2 separate regions of the Rattus norvegicus genome follow, and region 1 is linked to region 2. A link is a contact called in public Hi-C data. All regions are on one chromosome and are shown on one strand. Each heading gives the region's core, a stretch centred on a gene start, on an enhancer-like site or on the middle of the called end of the contact. The rest is flanking DNA. Distances are from core to core; before and after follow the strand shown. Region 1 overlaps Tsc22d1 (TSC22 domain family, member 1). Region 2 overlaps LOC134482155.

Region 1 (3,805 bases), core at 341-2,840, 280 kb after region 2:
AAGCAGGGGATATGTTGGAAAGCGACTTCTGTTGTCCTGGTGACAAGGTTATACTGATTCATTCACCTCTCCTGCACTTTAGCTAAACCGTATTGTGACCATCGACAGCATAAGTCACGATAAACTGGCAGGTTTACTCCATGGAAAATAAAGCTTGCCAAATGGAAACTGCAAGTGTGAGACTGTCCAGGTCTCGCTCGACCCTAGCACGAAACTTAGGCAAATCCCATTTACGTGTTAATCTCAGAGGCTTATTGTCAACTGTCTCTGAACATCCCTGTGAAGCTAACTGTAAATGATTTGGTGAACTTAGAAAGATGCCCATATTCCCATTTTCTGTCCGGGGAGCAGAAAGTTGGGTCATTTGCAGTGCTGAAACAGAAAGGAAAGTATTTGTCAGCTTCTCCCAACCTCAAGCATCATATGATACGCGTCAAAGGTTAAATCTTTCCAAATCCTGTCGTGACTTCGGCACACAGTAGATGAGCTCAAAGTGTTTGACGTGTGTTTGGCTGTGTGTTATTTTGACAACGTCGTGTATTTATCTGACTCCCCAGGCATAGGGACAGGTCTCTGTATTCCCTGTGTTATCACAGGACCCGTGTGGTCCCTGTGCTAAGTCAGCATCCATTATGCTGAGTTTCACGGTGCTCTGAGGACGGAGATGAAGTTTGGGAGAACTTGTGCACACAGGGAGACCGGGGATGCACGGCACATCTGGAGGAGGAGGGCCAGGGTGAGAGTCCTCCCACTTCTTGTAACCCACTGATTTCATTCTGCGCTGCAGTTTTCATAGGAAGCACGTCACCGAGTATTGATTTTTTTGTTTCTATCGTGGGTCCCTCTTTTGGGGGAACATATCCCTGTCTCCCAGAACGAAGGGTTTTAGGCTTCTATAGCATTTGCTTATTTTTAAATTGGCATCCAATTATTGAGCTTTGTAAATTTGAAAAATGTAACTTCCTGTAAGGTATTTAAGTTTAGTGTAAAAGAATTCGGTTCTTGATTCTTTAATCACCTTGTTGTTTTGATTCGGGCCAGTTCTGTCTGGTTAGTCTTTCCTCCCTCCTCTGGGTAGTACACTGCCGACATTTTCTTCCTGGCTCTCCCCCTCATTCACCACACTCTTGTGTAGGACGAGAAGGTCGTCCCCTTAGCTCTGTGCCTTGTCTTCATCTTCCTCAGCTCTGCACGATGACCCCAGCTCTTCTCAGGAACATGTTCTCTGCCTCCTGGTGGCCTGAGCTCCTCCTCTGTGTGGGATTGCCCTGGTTTTCTAGTCACCCGTGCTCAACAGCTGGCCACCTCACACTGTCTTCACTCCTCTCCAGCCTGCTCGTTCCTGAGCCGCAGCACTGGGACACGCAGTGGGCAGTGCAAGGTCCCCACGGTTTTATAACTGTCTTGATGATTTTGCTTTTGTGTTCTCAGTGCCTTCCCCACTGTCTCCATTTAGCACAGACCATCCAGACACTTGATTTCTCACTAATGTGAGAGAAACTGGTGACCAGCCAGACTCCAAGCCCTCTCCTCTTTCCCAGCCACAGTGTTATTCTTATTAAAACGCTCTCCGGCGCTCACCTTAGACAGCCTTGGTGGCCACCAGGGGGCGCCCTTGCTCACACCTGACTAGAGCTCAGTTCCTTCTCTTGTGTATCTCCCTTTTCCCAGGATCCCTGCTTCCTCTTCCCCTCACAGTGGCCTCCCATTTAGGGACCATCTTGCAGGCCCTACCCAATGTTTTTTCCTTTGAAAACATGTATTTTTTGTTGCACTTTATACAAGTTCCCGCCCGGGCCTTTCATACCACCCTCTCCGCATTTCCCACCCTTGCCTGCCCCTCTTGCCAGCACCAGGCCTTCAGCTGCTTCTCTGATCTCTCTGGGCTTTGCTTTCCTCGTCTCTTAAGTTGGGAGCAGTAATAAAATTCACTTCTGGGCCATCGTGAGGACTCCGTAAGTTAATAAGTGTTTAAAAGACTTAGGACACCACTTGGGTAGGGAAACGTTTGCTGTTGCCATTGCCCCTGTGAGTGTGCAGGTAGGTGTGTTTCTGTTTATGTAAATGCACTTGCACATCTGTGTACCTGCATGTGGAGGCGGGGCAATCGTACATGTCATCTTTTAGTAGCCCCCTACTCGGTGTGTTGAGATGGCCTCCACTTCCCGTCATTGGGGTTGTAGATACCTGAACGCAGGTCCTCTCCTGCATGTGCAGCAAACATTATATTGACTGAAATATCTTCTTAGCTCCATTGATACATGTTAAAATTAAAAATCTGCCCCGAGGTACCTCCAGGACGGGGCATCCTGTGACTGGCTCCATAGAATCTAGCACGGTGCCTTATACGTAGCTGGCATTTCATGAAGTACCCTTTGAGTCAAATTGAAGTTTATCAAAAAGCCGACTTCTCCAATAACAGCCACAAAGGGTGTTTTGAAATACGGTCATTTAAGCCAGCACACAGTAGTTTCCTCAGTCAAAGTGAGGTCACTGAAGTTTTCTGGGATAATTTAACAAAGGGCATATAGTTGCCCTGTCTAATTATATGGTATGGATAAAACAAGCCTAATGTCATTTAAAAAAAATTTAACAGAAACCATATAAAAGGGATGACTATCGAGTCCCTGGATGCTAAAATAACACATTGCTTTAATACTTGAAGAACATAATCTTAGCCGTTTGGCTGCCTCTGTGTCAGAGACAGCCTTCTGCATGAGTGTTTGCAGAGCGCAGCTGCCCAGTAACGGTCTCTGGTCACACCGGTTTCCAGCTCCCTCCCATGCTCATGCATTTAGCTAGCAAATTCAACTGGGGTGCTTAAGAAGGGGTGTTCAGGATGAAGGTTAGCTGCTGGCCTTGATGTTAAGTTCCTGACAGTTTAAACATGTAATGTCAGTTTGGCTATCAGTTTTATTTTCTATGATCTCAAAGAAATGATAGACATTATCATTATGGTATATTATACCCCATTTCATTTTAGATTATTTTTCATTGGTTCGCTGAAGACTATCAATGGAGACTTCGGGAAGCTTTAACACTAAGGGGTAAAAACTAATGCTAGGTTCTCCTGGAGAAGAATTTGCACCAGTAAGCAAAAGCCTGATTGAATGTCCTGAGCGGGTTTTATCCCCCTGGATGATGTCAGGTTACAATGTATACCCTCTCCCCAGCTGTAGGTTTTCCCTGTGTTTGGAAGCACTTGTAGGAATCACCAGCAGGGGGCGCTGTTTCACCCTCGCCTGGATTCCTGCACGAAAGTCCAGGCTTATTAACTGGCTTGTTTGACACAGTTGACTTGAAACACTCTGTCTCTTTATACGAATACAAGCTCTGTTTTGTCAGGACAATATTAAAGTATTTTTAGTGGTGAAGTCTCTCAAGTGTTTCTAATTGAAATAAAAAGCAGAAACAGCCAGGAGTCTGAAGTTGGGTTTGAGTAGGGCAGTGTTCAAGTCGAGGGAGGGAGAGGATCGAGTGACAGCGATGGGATACCTATGACCCACTTTATCAGTGGGCCGCTCCCTTCTGTTTCATCTGTCCGTGCCGCCTTTGTCTCAGAGTTAAGATGTCTCTACAGTGAACGCTTAGGTTTTCCCTACGTTAGAGTTGGAAATACCAAGAGATTTCTCTGTGTTGTATATTGTATCTTCACCCCTTCTTTTCTCAAACTGACGAAATCTTGGGCCTTGGGATGGTTTACAGACCTATTAGCAAGGACGACTCTGAACATTCAAAGGTATTTGCCTATGGCTTCCTGTACTTTGGGTAGAGACCATTTATTTTCTCTTTTTCTACCAAGTTC
Region 2 (3,642 bases), core at 1,077-3,576:
CTTAAATCAGTATAACCTTCCAAATAGCACCACACACTGAGCTAAGCCTTTCAAACAAGGGCTTACTGAGGGAGGGTTTCAGATCCAAATGATAAGGCTAGGTAAAAATCTTCCTAGAAAATAGAAGGACTTCAGAACATGAGGATTCTGTACTGTGCCAGATGACTACAAGCATTTCCTAGGGGTCTCCTCTCACTCCTCTTGTGATCTGCCATCTTTAGTGGCTTTCCACACTAGAAATAGACTTCTTTTCTTCATTGTGTGGTTTTTCCATGCTTATGACCATGGAGTCCTCTGAATTAGCCTGTGGTTAAGGGAGAAGATCGCCAGAACTTCATGCTTCTGAAAATTTAGCCTCCTGTGGGACGTTCGTCGTGTTTATTCACTGTTGTTAAGAAACGGTCACATGGCCCCATCTCATGTACCTGTCACTGAGAGACTAGGAGACATAGCTCCTGGTAACTTTAAGAAGAGGGAGGGAACATTAGGTGAATAGCTATCTGTCACTGACGGCTGTGTCTCCTATTGCTGGGTTTGGTACTGAAGAAATCCGTGCAGTCATTTTGTCTGAATCATAGATGATCACAGGGTACAGGGCCAGTACAGGGCGGTGGTCTATGAGAAAATACACGACAAAGACCAAAACGAGGCCCTTGGAGTGCATGCAAAAGGCTTAGTAGAGATGGGACTTCTGGCTGTGAGCTGGAGACAGCAGGGAGTCTCACAGCACAATGGAATGACTTCTGTCACCCCCAGCCCTTGCCAAGCCCCTGGCCTAGGTCACTGTGTAAGGGATAAGTAGCTCGTCTTAGGGTTTCTAGTGCTGTGATAAAACACGGCCAAAAAGGGTTCATTTCGTCTTACAGATTATAAATCTGTCTTCCAGAGGGCAGGGCAGGAACTCAGGGCAGGAACTGAAACAGAGGCCGTGGAGGGAGCACTATTTGCTGGATGGCTCACCCTGCTTTTTTACCCAACTCAGAGCAACCTGCTTAGGTGTCTGTCCGTCCCCATGGGCGGGCCCTCCCACCGTCCCACATCAATCATTAATTAGGAAAATGTTCTACTGGCAATCTGACAGGGGCATTTTCTCAATTCAGGTTCCTCTTCCCGCTTGTGTCAAGCTGACATCCAATCAACCAGGACACAGCCTTCTTCTCAGGGCTATAGAAGGAAAGTGGTGTGCAGCTAAAACTCTTTGAATCCCCGTTTGTAGAGTGGTAAAAGGTCATCTCGGTGCTACTACCCTCGAAGGGGGCTTTCAGAACTGGGGTGTGTGTGTGTGTGTGTGTGTGTGTGTGTGTGTGTGTGTGTGTGAGAGAGAGAGAGAGAGAGAGAGAGAGAGAGAGAGAGAGAGAGAGGAGCTTGTGGAAGGCAGTTGAGGGAGAGGTGGACAGTAGTTATATAGATCAGTCTCCTGAATTACCAAAAGAATGGGAAGTCCTTTCCATAGTCAACCAAGAGGGAGACAATGACATCTCATATACATACAAAACCTTTGACTTTGGCCCAGTGCTTAGGAAGAATTCAGTGTTTGCTGAGCAGATGCCTTCACCTAGGGGTGTGTGTCCCTTACGAGCAGCTTTCCCTGTGAGGTTCAGCGATTACTCCTCAAGGTCAGTGTAGGGCCCGACACATCTGGAGGCTGAGGTAGGGGCATCACGAGTTCCAGACTAGCCTTGGATCATGTCTTAAGATAACAACCACAACAGTAATACACATGGAGGAGGAAGAGGAAGAGGAAGACGAGGAGGAGGAAGGAGAGGAAACAGCAGCAGCAGTAACAGCAGGGCCTCTTGTCAAGTGAGGACTGGCTGCTGAAGGACCCATCTGAGGGGCTCTCACACATCTGGGGCATTTCCCCCTAGATATCCTCCCTGGTCCCCACGAATGGGGCAGCAGGGCAAAGCACACCAGCACTCACTTCCCTTCTGCCTGAGCCAACCCACTCCTAACCTGGCACGTAGAGCAAAGACGGGAGAACATGAAGCTACCACCAAGCTTCCAGTTTGCTCATAGGGGATGTTAAAATAGATGCATAATGCTGTATTTAGGGGTATCATATTATTCTAGCACTCTCTAGGGAGGCATGAGGTCCCTGCAGACACATGGGGTCTGCTGGCACAATCCTCACCACAGCTTCTACCTGTCAGAATCATCGGGTTCCAGACAATAGGTTAAACATGATATCTGGGCTCGCCTGTGATATCACATTCCCATTTTACAGAACAGCACACCAAGGCTCAGTAAGTTTAGGAATCTTGCAGGGATTAACATAGCCAGTAGGTGGCAGCCTTGGGACTCGGACACAGGCTGACCACTGTGTATCTATCACCTTGATGGTGACTGCCTCTCTGGGAGAAGGGTTGGGATTTGCAAGGCTGAATGAGTGGATAGAGTATGAATTAGGGCAGTCCACAGGGGACTTTGAACTCCCATCTGAGCAAATGTTGGCTGCCACTTTAGTTTCTCTAGGTCCCTTGCACTAGGCTAACTGCTGCTTAGACATGCAGATACAGACTTCTGCTGTGCTCCTGTTCTTCTAACTCTTCCTATGGATGATTCTCTGGCCTCTCCAGTCCCAAGTCCCAGGCTCCAGTTGCCTGTGCATGGTGGGACAGGCTTTGCCTAGATACTAGTCACCTTTTTAATGCCCCACCAAGACAGCTGTCATTGCTTCCTTGGGACCCACCTAACAACCACAGGTGTGTGTGTGTGTGTGTGTGTGTATTAGGGTGTTTTGGATGAACCTGTGACCAGTAGAAGCAAGCTGATGAGAAATTCCTCCTACGTGCAGGAGCCGACTTCAGATGGCATTCCCGTGATTCCTCTGTCAAGCCTGGCAGTTAAAGCACGGAACAAGCGCTTGGAGAATCCATCTTGCATGCGTGTCCGAAGCGTATCCTTGGCACTCAGTGGTGGCAGCTACTCAGTAACTGGCCTCCTTAGGTCACTCCTCCTCCCTCTTCTGCTTCCTTCTGCTTCTGTTTCCTACTTGACTGGCTTTCAAGGCTACAGGCCTCTGCTTCAGATCTGCCTTCGGGAAGTTCAGGTGAAGGCACACAGGGAGAAAGCGCAACATGACAGCCATTCATAATGTTCCCGGCCCCTGCACCAACAAATACTTTGCGCATTTGGGTTAAAGGCAAGTCACTGAGATGGAGTGGAGTTGTATGAGTGGCTGTTTTCTCTCCCAGCCCCAGGCTCCCAGAATAATGACTCAGACTCAACATCTATTTACAAATACCTAGGCTGTTCATTCCCTGACTAGCTGATAATTTAAAACAACCCATTTATACTAATCAACATTCTGCAACATGACTGGTTACCTCTGCTCAGCTACCAAAGGTCTGTCCTCCTCCCACTTCCCTGGTGACTCCTCATACGTCCCACCTTCTATTCTACCTTTCCCTATAGGCCACTGTTTTTTTGATTGACAGGTGATGCATCCATACGATACACACGATATTCTCTCTACAGAGCTGGAAGCCAGACCAGGAGGCCTGTATTACTTCAAATCCTTTCCCATTTCATTCTCACAGGCCCACTTCTCTCTTCAGAGCACCCTTCAAAGTGGACTTCCTTTTGTGACTGACGTGACCCTGGCCCTCTTGGTTTCTTTTTGGGTGCTTTTTTCCTACT

What was found. A called contact is a pair of places that touch in the nucleus more often than the background predicts.
Region 1: a contact with region 2 is called in a Hi-C map of kidney, with 5 times the contacts expected there. The contact joins two enhancer-like sites. A contact is called at or near these places in 8 of 12 Hi-C or Micro-C datasets (the Rat2 cell line, Schwann cells, frontal cortex and 5 more).

The regions. Positions count from the first base shown.
Region 1 is chr15:58,208,286-58,212,090 of GRCr8, forward strand. The region is part of intron 1 of Tsc22d1 (TSC22 domain family, member 1); the gene reads left to right. Among named protein-coding and RNA genes, the nearest start is that of Tsc22d1, 50 kb to the left of the region's middle. Within about 2 kb of position 1,591, at least 9 of the 93 cell types and tissues checked have an H3K27ac peak or open chromatin away from gene starts, as enhancers often do.
Region 2 is chr15:57,925,170-57,928,811 of GRCr8, forward strand. The region is part of intron 1 of LOC134482155; the gene reads right to left. Among named protein-coding and RNA genes, the nearest start is that of Trnae-uuc7, 32 kb to the left of the region's middle. Within about 2 kb of position 2,327, at least 2 of the 93 cell types and tissues checked have an H3K27ac peak or open chromatin away from gene starts, as enhancers often do.